Linked DNA regions of Mus musculus: region 1 is linked to region 2. A link is a contact called in public HiChIP or PLAC-seq data. All regions are on one chromosome and are shown on one strand. The core of a region is the stretch at or near the end of the contact, and the rest is flanking DNA. Distances in the headings are between cores, read along the strand shown.

Region 1 (7,160 bases), core at 342-2,841, 67 kb after region 2:
CTCTTCTCTCTGATCTGTTGTACAGTGCTCCTTCCAGGCTGGTGGTGGCAGAAAACTTCCAGTAAATCCCCCGGTGTCACCACCGGGGTTAGGTATGGGTTACGCCCTCCCTGGCAGTGCCTCTTACAGGGGATTACATTTCCCCTCAGTTGCTTCACTGTGGGCATTCCCTGCCCTTCACTCTACTGCCCCCCGCCACTCTCCTCCCTACAGAATTCCAGCCACTTCTCTACTTCCACAGCCAATGGCATGGCTCTTGATGAAACAGATGGGTACACACGCCAGGCTAGAAAAGTCTTTCTAGAGATCATTGTGCAGGGCCTACATCTCAGGCCACCTTTTCAGTTATGAAAGAAGAGAAACAAAACACCCACGTCTTAAATGTGACAGTACTGGGGTCGCGCGAAGGGGCAGATGGCACCACAACCTGGGTGAAGTCCTCAAAGTCACCAGTCCACCCTCCCCCACACCTGACACACTGAGGCCCATGAACTCAGGCCAGGGCAGGTGACCTACAGGGCTCTACCTTGGGGCTCTGCTGACAGAACCCAGAGCTTACCACTCCCTCATGGCTTCCCAGTCCTACAGTTGTGCTTGTTTAGTCAATCCCCTATCTCCTTTCCAATGATGTCCTGGGAACTACGTATAGAGATGCATGTTTGGACCTGGCCTGCTCAGAGACCTGGCCCACCCCATGGCTCAGGTACACAGAAGAACTAAAGACTCCCTCTGGAGAGGAAAGGATAGGTTCTATCAGGAAAGGTTCCTGTGACACTGGAGAGTGATCCAGGGGCCTATTCTGGGTCTGTCACAATGTGCCTGAGAGAAGAGTTTGAGTGAGTTCTACCATTCTGACTCACCATTTCCCAAAGCCCTGATGTCTCACTTGGAAAATGGCATAAGATGAAGACTTATCACATGAACTCTGTAAAGGGAATACAGTTCTTGGGGGGAAGGGGGGAGGGGGCGGGACCTGGGGGTTTGGGAGGGGGGGCATCCTACCATGTGTAAAGCCAATGGTTGTGTGAAGGAAATAAAATCATTGAGACTCAAAGGAGCCTTGGAGGTGCTCCTGTTAAGAAAGAAGTCAAGGTCCTGAACACGTGTTATCCCAGACAGTCAGCAGTCACAGCTGGCCTCTGTCCCCATGCCTGCCTAGCTGTGGGCCCAGTCCATGCCCCGCCCCCACCCTCAGTCTGGGGGTGGGGGGCGGGAAGCTTTCTCGGAGAGCAGACACATTGTCTACGCCCACCAGAGAGAGGTTGGCAGCCAAAATGATGCCCACGAAGCAAACAGCAACATTTCAGGGTGCCCGACAGTGTGAGAGATGCAGAGGAGTCACGCTGCATCTTCCAGACACACACACACAAGCATTTCTCAACCCAGAAATCATTTTCAAAGGAAAACGCCAGGGAGATAATAGTGGGTTTGTAGAAAAAGAGGAAACCAGCACGGCTGGGCATTTCTGCTCTCTTTGGAAACCACAGAAACCACATCAGGAACAAATGAGACTAAAGAAGGCTTCCTGCCAGGGAGGGGAGGCGGATGAGACTCCTGAAGTCCCTGAGACAGAGATGGGAAGCGGAAGATGCTTCTCCAAGCACAGGCTGTTCCCACGGTCGGCAAACACGCGTCTTCCGCGTCTTCCGTGAGACACACAGTTTGACAATTCAGCGTTCAGCCGACTCGGCCGCCATGCAGCCCAGTGCCCAGGAGGCTCCTCAGCAAAGCTTAGTGAGAAGTGGGGGTCCGGGGATCTGACACCAGGCCTGACGGGAGCCCCGCCACAAGAAGAAATGGCATCCCGCTTTCGGTTACATTTACGTTTGTAGGAGATCTTTCTCCGGATCTGCAGCGCGTCTGCTAGCTTTGATTGAGTCACCCTCAGGTTCTCCATCATCCCCTAAAGCTGCGCAGAGAGGAACGCCATGATTCAGAGTTCAGGGTTAAGAGTAGCACCAAATGTCTCCCATCCCTCCAGCTGATGAGTCCAGTCGATGAGCTGACGGTGGTAGCCAAAGGAGACTCGCAGGCCCCTTGGAGGAATGGATCATTAAACTCATTCAGATGGTTCCGGCAGCTGAGTTGGAGGGGGGGGCACCCTGACAGGGTGGGAGCCGGGGAGGGGACAGCTGTGATGACATTTTGCACGGGCACTCCTGATCCCATTACACACCGTTTCTCCTCTTTCACTTTTTAAGATCACATCAACTGCAAATATAATCTCTGGGTGTTCTCGGAGAGATAATGGCACAGCTTTTGGTAGGTACCCCTGTTTTACTACCAGAATTTCTGAAGCATTTGATCCTGGTTGCAAAGCACATTTCTGAGGTCAAGATCAATGCTACTAACCCAGGGAAGTAAGCTAAAATGACTTGGGACACCTGACCACATTACCTTTGCCCTGCTTTTAATTTGTATTTTATTTATGTGTGTGTGTGTGGGGGGGGTATTTTTCCTGCACATGTGTCTGTGCATCATGTGAGTGCTCCCCATTTTGGAACTTTTATTTTTATTTATGTGCATATCTATGTGTCTCTCAGTGTATACCACTTGTGGATGTAAAGATCCCCTAGAGCTAGACTCACTGGCAATTGTGAGCCACTCCATGTGTGCGCTGGGAACCAAATGGGACTCCTCTCAGGAGGAGCAAACACTCGACCTCTGGCCATCTCTCCAGCCCCTACAGAAAGAAGAAAAAAACCATTTTTAAAAGGGGGGTCTTACTATGTAGCCCAGGCTATCCTTGAACTTAATATCCTCCAACCTTAGCCGCCTGAGTGCTAATAGGAGTGTGGTTCCACAGCCATGCGTGTCTGAAACTTTATGAAAGAACGAGTTCTACCAGGGATCTGCAACCCTATAGGTGGAACAACAATATGAACTAACCAGTACCCCCAGAGCTCGTGTCTCTAGCTGTATATATAGCAGAGGATGGCCTAGTTGGCCATCACTGGAAAAAGAGGCCCCCTGGTCTTGCAAACTTTATATGCCCCAGTACAGGGAAATGCCAGGGCTAAGAAGCAGGAGTGGGTGGGTAGGGGAGCAGGGTAGAGGGAGGGTATAGGAAACTTTCAGGATAGCATTTGAAATGTATATAAAGAAAATATCTAATAAAAAATAAAATAAAAAAAAAAAAGAATGAGTTCTACCACAGTCAGGCACACAGCTATAGTTGTGGGATTAGCTTCAGACAACTCAGAGAACAATAGATGAAGGAAGAAAATAGCACACAGACGTCTCAGCAGACGGAGGGAAAGTACTCAGCAGTGTTTACTATGTTTGAAGAAATACTTAGCAAAGTAAAAAGGGGGGATTTCCCTTATTTGACTTGTTGTGTAACAAACATCTGGAGACAGCCAGAAACCCTCTAAAGCCATTCCATGGGGGGCCATGAGATAGAATGGCCATTTCACTGGCATTGGTGGATGCCGTGGTCAACAGCACAAAGGGCTTAAGATTTCAATGGGGAAGGACAAGAGGTCATTACCATGAGATGGTCTACCTGAGGTACACAATGGGTTCCATAGTGTGTTGGAGCCAAAAAATACTGTTCACTAAAGGTTTATTATGAGACCTTTTCAAAATAGACAGTTTTAAAACAACAGGGTCTTGCTATGCAACCCAGTCTGGCTTGGACCTCTCCATCCTCCTGCCTCAGCTTCCAAAGCACTGCGATCACCACCCTGCACCACATCCCTGCTCAGACCTTGGATGTCGTGTTCTAAGCCAGTGAGAAGCACTCCCAGGGTAGCACATGCTTGGGTGCTCACAAGTCAGATGAGCCTGTAATCTGAAGGTTTCTGATGGAGAAACAGAACAGAAGATGTGCTTGAATGGATGGAGAGACGACCCGGACTGTTGGGAGAGGCGGTTTCCTGCCACAAAGATGTTAACTATTCCCAACCCGATCTATAAATTCGGCGGGAGCTCAGTGAGACTTCAGTTTGTTTTTAGAAATGGAGTAACTCATTTGAAAACTTCATGGTGAAATGAAAGTCCACTAATACTTAAGTTGATCTTACAAACAAGGAACAGATGGTTTGAATTAACACATATTAAGTCTGTCTTCAAGGTCGTGGGAATGTGGCATTGAGTCTGGAACAGACAAATAGATGAGTCGGGCAGAACAGCGAGTTCTCAAAGAGGGCACTATGGGAACTCAATGCCTGTTAGTGACACAGTGACACATGCCAGTGGAAGGGTGTATCTTGCCAATGATCTTGGGAAAATTGACTTTATACATGGAAAAAATTCGACAGAGATGCCTAAGCCCAACACCAGGAAGAGAGGCATCTGTTCATATGAAAAACCAAAACGAGGCAGGAAAACTCTGAAGTCAGGAGAAGAAAAGGTCGCATAGTGTGATGAATTGGGTTAGGAAAATCCTTCTGAAATAAAGGTACAGATTACACGGCAAACTTGATAAAAAAGGAATAAGTATATTAAGATAAGGATTTGTATTCAGAAAAGAACATAGTGGACCAGGTGGGTGGAGGACAGTTACTACAGATAACACTGACAGGTGTGCACATGCAAAGCATGCTGGGAATCCTCCAACTCTGTTAGGGAACTGCATAGATGAAGAGCTCAGTAGCCCTTTGATCCCAGCACTTGGGAGGCAGAGGCAGGCGGATTTCTGAGTTCAAGGCCAGCCTGGTCTGGTCTACAAAGTGAGTTCCAGGACAGCCAGGGCTATACAGAGAAACCCTGTTTCGAAAAAAAAAAAAAAAAAAAAAAAGAACTCAGCAGCAAAGAGCTATAAATGAGAAAATTACAGAGAAGAAAGCAAAGTCCCAAGCTGAAGGGGTGGGGCTACACAAAATCATTAACTTGAATCAGAATTAACTTGAATCAGAAAAATACTTATCTGAATCTGCTCAACCTTCCCAGTTTTTGTCTGGCGACACAGCTCAAGCTGCACCACAGTCTTGACTACTATTCTATTGCTTATGATGAAATACCATGACCAAGGCAACTTCTAGAAGAATTTATTGAGGGATTACTATTTCAGAGGGTGAGTCCACTGACCACTATGCAGGATGCAGGGCAGCAGGAAGGCAGACATGGCTCTGGAGCAGTAGCTGGACACTCACATCTTGAGATAACAAGCAAGAGTCAGAGAGAGAAAGAGGGAGAGGGAAGGGGAAAGGAAAGGAGAGGGACAAGAAGAGGAGAGGGGGAGAAAGGGAGAGAGAGAACTAGCTGAAGATGGTTTCGGCTTTTGAAAGTTCATAGCCTATCCCCAGTGACACACCTCCTCCAACAAGGCCACACCCCCTAGTCCTTCTCAAACAGTTCCATCAACTAGGAACAAAGCATTCAGATATAAGAGCCTATGGAAGCCACTCTCATTCAAAACACCACAAGGAGAAACAGAAGTGGAAGAGGGAATGTAGGAGAGTGGGAGATGGGAGCAGGTAGGAAATTAAGGAATAAATAACTAGATAAGCCAAGCCAACTTCCTACATGTTTAAAAATAGACACAAAACAAAATACAAGACAAGGGTACCATGCAATGGATAAAATGGTAAGAAAATGTGAAGCATCCCATGGTCCTGGTGCCATGGGGAGTATTGAAAGTGTGACTTCATATCAAATACTCAGAAATCAGGACTGTTAGTCAGGACTTTGCCTTCATGGTATGAGAGCATATAAATAACAAACTAGTGGAGAAGAGAAAGAGATAAGTTAGGATTAACTAGTAGAAGGGCTAGTCAGAGGGGTGCAGCATCACAGGAGTGAGACAGAATGACAAGGGGATGTGACATGAGGGGCCCCAGAGGCAGAACACCTGTCCAGGGATGCTGCTCAAGCTATGGTTTCTATCTAAATGAGTCAACTCCACCTTCACAGAAGCTGGTGTACTGGGCCAGCCAGCTAGCCCCGCTCTGACTCTTTCCTGGAGGACCTAGAAGCCTGGAAAACAAAGGGGAGATGATCGTAGGAAACAAAAGGGAAGATGTGAGGGATCAGGAGGTGCCAACAGTGTGTGCGCTGTGCTGTGAGAACACACAATACTGTGTACACTGCGCTGTGAGAACACACATAGTGTGTGCACTGTACTGTGAGAACACACAATACTGTGTACACTATGCTGTGAGAACACACATAGTGTGTGCACTGTACTGTGAGAACACACAACAGTGAGTGCACTGTGCTGTGAGAACACACATAGTGTGTGCACTGTGCTGTGAGAACACACAACAGTGAGTGCACTGTGCTGTGAGAACACACATAGTGTGTGCGCTGTGCTGTGAGAACACACATAGTGTGTGTACTGTGCTTGAGAGCGAGCAGACTGCCCATAGTCCCCTCGGGGCCACATTTTATCCTTGGAGCGGCTGGCTGGTCCCAGCCTCCCCTGAGGAGTAGCAACACAGTGTTCCCTGAGCATCTGCACATCTCTTAAGGGCTAAAGGTGTATGGACATTTAAGTAAGTCTCTGAGGGTCCTACAAACCCACATCAGATCCTATAACCATTCTCGGAGCTAGAAGTTCCATCCAGAACTGACAAGGCAGGGTGGCACACAAAAAAAAAAAAAAAAAAAAAAGCCTGGATTCCTGCCTATTATTTAAAAAGAGTTTGGACACTGGAAACATGAGTAAGTAATAAATATTTAAATAAGGAAAGTGGGGCTTAGTGGGGAAATGTGCTTCCTGCCAAGCTTGCTAACCTGTGTTTAATTCCTGGAACATGTATGGAGTAAGGAAAGAGCTGACTCCCACATGTTGCCCACTGACCTCCACATGAAAGCTATGGCATGTAAACGCATGTGAATGCATGTGCATAAGTGTAATAAAAAGAAAGAAAAGGCACATTTTAAGCTTTAAAAAAAAAACAAAACAAAACAAGAGAAGGATAATGTTAGAAAAAGATAATGTTGCAAGAGGGAGGACCAACTGGAAACCCAACAGTGAGAGGCAGAATTAAATGCATTAGTAAGTTAAATACATGATATTAGACTGAACACACTGAACACTACAATTAAAGTAGTGGTGTGTAGCAGGGGAGGAGAAGTGAGACATCTTGAAATTTTAAAGCAGTAGAGTTGAGGAAAGGGCTACCACACACTTTGGTCAGAACCCTAAATATACAACACTAAAAGGGACTGTAGCTGTAGCCAATGGGTTTTAGTTAACGACAATGTAGAATTAA
Region 2 (6,668 bases), core at 1,045-3,544:
TCCAGTTAAACTTCCAGTTTGAGAACCCAGAAATCCCTTTCTGTTGCCCGGACAACCAGTTCCAGCTTCAGGTTAAAGCCGAGCAAACAGTGTGAGTGCCAGACTGGTACAATTTGTAAATCAGCAGTGCCCAAGATTACTGCCACAGCCTCATGCATCCTGCAGAGCTCTCTGGCCAGCCTGCTGGTGATAAGGCTCATGGGAGCAAGCCTCCTCCAGCTTCACCTCTGGGACATGTATCTCACGCTCTGGGTGAGTTCCTGACTCGATGCCTGGTGGTTGGTTCTATGCTGATCAGATTCTGCTCTGGGTGGTGTCCCACAGCAAAGCTTTTTCCCATGGGAGGAAACACATTTGCAACCCTAGTATCAGCAGCACACACGCACACGCACACGAGCATTCTTCTGCACACATACATGCACACAAACATATTTCTGTACACATACAGACATGGATATATACACATTCAAGCATGCCCCCCCACATATATACAAACAAACATGGATTTGCATACACACGTCTCTTACACACACACAAACATGCTTCAACAATCTGAAAACTTGCATATTGCTTTAAATACCATTAAGGTGCTAATGAGCCCATTCAGGTCTCCAGTGCATCCTTTACTCTGCTCTTGGAGAGCTTTGTCTGTTGGCTGTGGCATTTTCTTCCTGTACATTTCACAGGTTCTGTGTTGGACACAGTACTACTAACACTCCCCTTTCCAAAGCCCCAGCTCCATCTTCAGCATTTCCCATCCATCGGTTTGTTAGGCACCAACCCCGAGGTCTCTACTCAGTGGCCTCTCCCTCTCAACACACCAGCAGTCCCCATCTGGTGCCAAAGGCCTGGAGGATTCTTGAGAGCTGCTGGTCTTCAGCTTGTTAGCAGCGTCAGGATGGTGCTAATATTAGTGAAGGAAGCGGCAGCAGCAATGGAGTAGATGAGCCCATCAGTGAGAATGAAAGCCAGTTAGGAAAAAAAGAAGTCAACGCTCTTCTCTTTCCAGGTTCTTTATCTGACCTGCTACCAGAAGGCTCAGCCCACATTTAGGCTGGGTCTTCCCACATCAATGAAGACAGTCAAGACAACCTTCCACAGACATGCCTATAGGCCCATCTGATATGAACAATCTCACTGAGATTCTCTCATCCACAGCGATTCTAGGTTATGTCAAATTAACAGAGCTTACCATCACAGAGATTAATGGATGGGTTACATAAACCATGCAGATACGCTGAAAAAAAAAAAAAAAGGATAATCCACATCCCAGAGGAAAAAAGAGACTTCCTCACGCTACTCAGAGTGGCTCCCACTTTAAAAACCTAGGACGGCTCATTTCCGGTTGCTGCTTGACTCGTTCATTATTTCTGACTTCCTTCTTCCCATTTCCAGTGAAGCTTTTGCTACGTGCTCACTCCCAACCACCTTCTCCTTGGCGTCCCCTGTGCTCAACTTTTTCCCTGTCCCTTCCCAGGGAATCCCCTTAGCAGAATTCTGAATGCAGTAGAAAGCCAGTGGCTCCACTTCTTGACAGACCAGCCCTAAAGTCATCTTGAAAACTGGGGACACCAGCAGCACAAGGGGGTGGCCAGGGTAAAGCATGCACACGTGGGTAAAGCTGGGATGACGGGGATGCTCCCTGCTCCCCAAACTGGGTGAGACCCAGAGACCATCCAGGTGTTGAACCATTCTGGATTGATCGCCCCCAATCTGGGTCTCTGTAGGAAACGACTGGGTCATTTCACTCGGGGCCTGACCAGGAGGTTTCTGTCTGTGTCACTTCCCGCCCTGTTCCCACATGAGGCTGCTGGAGAAGTCTGAGTAGCAAAGAGGAAGCATGGGGGTGGGTGCTGTCCGGTGTCTTCAGAGGCGTGTCTACATCCATGCGTGTCACCCTATAAGAGTGAGTGACAGAGGACGAGGAGGTGCAGATTGCTGCTGACACCTGGGACAAGTGACAGAATCTTGTCCAGCACAGACAGCAAAGAAGCAACCATCAAGGACTCAGGAAGAGAAAAAGCCATTACAGGAGTGGTGATATGAAGCAAGGGTCCGAAGCAGCCCCTTGAACACCTTTTAGTCTAGCTCAGAGGGGCACAGTATAGGGTCTAGGGCCACAGACACCCTCTGCTATGATAGTGTCCTCAAGACCAGTCATAAATCATTGGATTTTTTTTTTCCATAGTGTTTGGACACTAGATGTCACTGCAGGAAAAAAATCTGACCAGGAAACCCATGCAAGGGAGAATGCAAAGTGAATGTTTTGGCTAGCAAGGAAACAGTTGCCGTGACAACGGGCAAGCTGCTAAAGAACTTCCTCCTTTTTGAACAGCCTGTGGCCTCAGGGTGATGTTCTGGTCAGCAGCCAGGAAAGGAGAAGCTGATCCTGTGTATAGTGAGAGATGGAAGAGCAGGAGGGAAGACAGACAGGAGGGAAAAACAGAGACAGAGACGGGTTGGCTCGGTGGCTCGGAAGGCATAGGCACTTGGCCTCCAAGCTTGACGACCTCACTTTGATCCCTTGACCCTGCACAGTAGAAGAGAACCCCAACTTAGACTCTAGGACTGTGGCCTTTTCTTGTGAACCATGATATCACCTTCCCTCCCTCTCAAATAAACATTTAAAAAGTATATACATACACATACATATACATAATGCGTATGAGTGTTTTACCTGCTTGCGTGTCTGTGTATCGTATGGACTTTATGCCCATAAAGGCCAGAAGAGGTTACTAGATCTCCTGGAACCGGAGATACAGTTGTGAGTTGCCATATCGGTGCTGGAATCGAAATTGGGTTCTCTGGAAGAGTAGTGAGTGCTCTTAACCATCTCTCCAGCTCCTAAAATGCTTTATAAAGGGAGAGAGATGCACAGCAAGAGGAGAAAGACAGATAGGCAAAAAGACAGAGATGTACAGGGAGAGAGACAAAAATGGAGACATAAAATCGGGGATACAGAGGGAAGACAGAGAAAAGAAGACATAGACACCCAAGGAGAGAGACGGAGACACAAGACACAAGACAGAAACAGAAGGAGGGAGGGACGGAGGGACGGAGGGAAGAAAGCAAGAGGCAGACACAGTGAGGGGCTCTCAGGAGACACACTTTGAGCCTAAGCCCTCTTCAAAGGTGCATATCGAAGTGACTCCCCCACCCCAGTTGTTCTAATGATGATCTCTGTTGGTCAGTGTAGTGTCCACTGCAGGTAAAGACAAGGGCGTGGCCAAGGAGGCTTCGCTCACCTTCCACCGAGTTCCCAGCAGACTCAGTTCCCAGCAGACTCCTGTGTGAGTGGGATTTAAAGTTTGGCCACTGAATATTCAGAAACCTTTTTGCCAGCCACATCTTTCATGACCCCCGTGTTCATTTTCATGGCCCCATACCAAGTCATGACCTTCAGTTTAAGAATCTGTGATTCACACGAGACAACCCTCCTGCCCTTGTCACAGCTGGTTCCTGGAGAGTGTGAACTTGCACCCAGCAAGTCTATAGAGGCCAGGATGTGACTTCTCTGGGGATAGTTGTGTTTTGAGAGGAAACTTCTTATTGGAACACATAAGATATTGGTAATTAGATATCTATGAATGGGGATGGAGAATTATGAAAGTTCAGTACTTGCGCTCTAGAAAAGCCTTGGGCAAAGTCCTTCAAGAAGCCCTGGGTGCAGCAGGTGGGCCAGATGCTTTTCAGAAGCTCCCCGATGCGTCAAGGAGCGGTGCTAGAAGAAACTACACCCCCAAAAAGATCAGGACAAGATCTCTTCTCAAGAAGACAAGAGAAGTATGTTCCAGGGACCTAGGTCTTCGGGAAGTGAAAGACTAGACTGTCCCCAACAGTGCTGTGAGCTGATCACAGAAGGCCACATGAGAGCTATCAACAGCGGGATCCACGGAAGCCAAGATGGATCCGGAAGCCCACAAGGACTTTTCGCAGCAAGACTGAGCCCAGAAGAGGAAACCTAAGCCACAGGGGACCTGGGGATGAGCCTTCATGGTGAGCTGCTCCACCTGAAGGCAGCCCTCTCTCCCCTCTGCCTCTGTTAGTCTGTAGCATCCTACAGCAAACATTTATTATTCCCATTATTTCAAAGCACAAAAGCATTACTTGGGCCTGTTTTGCACATAGCAACCACCTAGTTTCTAAGCCGTTTCAAGCACCCGCCTGGTCTCACATCTTGTTTATTAGGATGTACATTAAGTATATTGAGATAAATTAGACACTCTGGCTGTTGCTATCAAGACAAGATGAGGGAACTGGGGAGATGCCTTGTTATGTAAAGTGTTTGATGTGCAAGCGTGAGAATCTGAGTTCAAATCCACAGCACCCACGTAAAAGCCGGATGGGGTGGCAGTGTGCATCTGGGACCCCAGCACTGTGAAGACAGGAAGAGGCTGGTCTCAGGAACTTGATGGCTGGACAGTCTAGCTGAAGTGGTAAACTCCAGGTTCACTGAGAAACAGTCTCAAAACGGAGAGTGATTGAGACACCAGAAGCCGACCTAAGGACCCCACCTGTGTTCATGCACATATACTTGATATTTAGGCTTCTTTACAGACAGACGTACACTCACACACACACATGAGAACATGGGGCGAGCATATTCTGAGGCTCCAGTCTGGCTGTCGGGTCCCACTTGCCATCTGTCATGTCTCCAGATCCAAGAATGAGGGAGCAGATTTAGCTCCCACTGAATGCTGTGGCTTAAAACCTCCCCCTCCTCCCCCTCCTCTTCCCCTTCCCCTCCCCCTTCTCCTCCTCCTTTCCCTCCTCCCTCTTCCTCCCCTTCCCCTTAACTCCCCCTTCTCCCTCCTCCTCCCCCATCTTCCTCCTTCCTTCTCTCCTCCCACCCCCTTTAGTCCTTAACTTTTCTCTTCAAGTTATTGCCAGGGCTGTGCACATCTGACTGCCCCAGGTGGCGACAGTGCATTCATTGTGCCTGCATTTACTATGATGAGGGGAGGAATCTTCAGACACTTAGCTCCCCACCCCCCTATCCAGAGAAAAGGATCCCACAAATCAGGGGAAGCCCTCACATTGGTTTACTGGCAAATGTGGAAAACCAGGAAACACGCATGACTTGGCCACACCTGCTCACAAGTACGGATGCTGTGGAAAAAGCGGCAACTGCTACTCCTGCTGCCCTAGAGGCACCCCATGCGTACGCAGACAGTGGCCTTCTGTGGGGATCCCACCTCCCATCATGGACCTAGTCCTCAGTGACCCCCTTCATGCTCTGAATTCCAACCTTGGTAGAACTTGATAACGCTACTCGCCTTTTCCAACAGTTCTGCTGGGCTTTTAAGATATCACTGGCTCTCAAAGATGATCTGTGGAGGTAGGGATAGGGCTCCGTCATTAAGATGTTTTCCTTGCAATCAAGAGAGCTAGAGTTCGAGCTCCAAACTTATGTTAACGAATCAAGGGTTGTTGGGACACACTGTAATCCCAGTACTGGGGAGGTAGAGACAGATGGACTCCTGAGGCTTGCTGCCCAGACAGCCTAGCCTCTTTGGCAAACTCCAAACTCCAGGCCAGTGAGAAATGAGAAATCCAGGCTCAATTTTTTCAAAGGGTGGCTATGTCTGAGGAATGACAGCTGAAATTCTTCTCTAACCTCTACATGCACTCATGGGCACATGAGTCCACAATTACACACACACACACACACACACACACACACACACAGAGAGAGAGAGAGAGAGAGAGAGAGAGAGAGAGAGAGAGAGAGATCCTGAATTAGTCTGGCTGAGAGCTTAGAAGCCCCTAATGCAAGAGCCAGACCTGTACTGTAACAACAAATGTCTGAGAACTATATACTCCAATGGCCACCAAGTCATGTTCATAGGCCAGCTCTGATGACTGTCCGTTGTCATGTGGCTCATAGGCAGGAAAGAATAGTCTCTTTACTTTCTGATGATCAGAAGAAAAATCAGAAGTATAGCATTTTGTGATGCACAAGAACTCTCTGGAATTCCAACGTCATGTCCATCAGAGGTTTCATCAGGACACAGCCCTGCTCGTGACTCCATGTATTTCTACAGCTACTTTAGAGACTGCAGCCCACGGAAGGGCAGAAATGGTACCCAGCCTTTTAAAAGATTCCTCCACGGTCAGGTCTGCAGCTGAGACATCCCACCATCATCTCCCTTCACCTCCCATGGTTTCCCAATATTTGTTCCCAGAAAACCACAGCAGGGCCTTACTCTTTGTCTTCTTTGTCCCAGTTGCCTGGAGGCTGTGGGTTATTTCACTGTGTCCCTCCTCAGCCACAAGGAATGCAGGCCCCTCACTTTCCCCAGATCTTTGTTGATCTCTTCTGCCTGCCTCAATGGCTCCTTTTCTAAACTGATTGCAGCCCAGCCCTTGGGACCTGCTCTGCTCTGCTTGCAACTGAAGTCCCTCCTGGCCTGCTTAGTGTTTCAGAGTTGCCCATCCAAATATCCAGAGCGGTCTGTCTTTGTGACCCCTCCCTAGCATCAACCCAGGGGAGCCCTTGGAACAGAATTGTCAGTGAATTGCTTACTGAGTAGATGGCAGGATTAATGAGTCACGCATCCTACTCCTGAGCAGTGCAGGGCCCAATAGAATGATTAATTGATGGATTGATTTTCCTTCAAGACATCCCAAATGGCCTCTCCCTCTCGTTCAGTCATTTATTCACTAGA

Evidence for each region. HiChIP or PLAC-seq counts read pairs in DNA pulled down with a chosen protein or histone mark.
Region 1: an H3K27ac HiChIP or PLAC-seq map of neural progenitor cells shows a contact between it and region 2, with 4 times the contacts expected there. The contact joins two enhancer-like sites. A contact is called at or near these places in 1 of 39 promoter capture datasets (hippocampal neurons), 11 of 484 Hi-C or Micro-C datasets (the C2C12 cell line, cerebellar granule neurons, cerebellum and 8 more) and 1 of 115 datasets of contacts at active chromatin or transcription factors (neural progenitor cells).

Annotation. Positions count from the first base shown.
Region 1 is chr1:89,301,265-89,308,424 of GRCm38.p6, forward strand. No RefSeq gene overlaps it. Among named protein-coding and RNA genes, the nearest start is that of Gm41913, 83 kb to the right of the region's middle. Within about 2 kb of position 1,592, at least 59 of the 459 cell types and tissues checked have an H3K27ac peak or open chromatin away from gene starts, as enhancers often do. A contact at or near this core is called in neural progenitor cells and stem cell-derived neural stem cells, where this site is marked.
Region 2 is chr1:89,233,262-89,239,929 of GRCm38.p6, forward strand. No RefSeq gene overlaps it. Among named protein-coding and RNA genes, the nearest start is that of Gm34331, 130 kb to the left of the region's middle. Within about 2 kb of position 2,295, at least 85 of the 459 cell types and tissues checked have an H3K27ac peak or open chromatin away from gene starts, as enhancers often do. A contact at or near this core is called in neural progenitor cells and stem cell-derived neural stem cells, where this site is marked.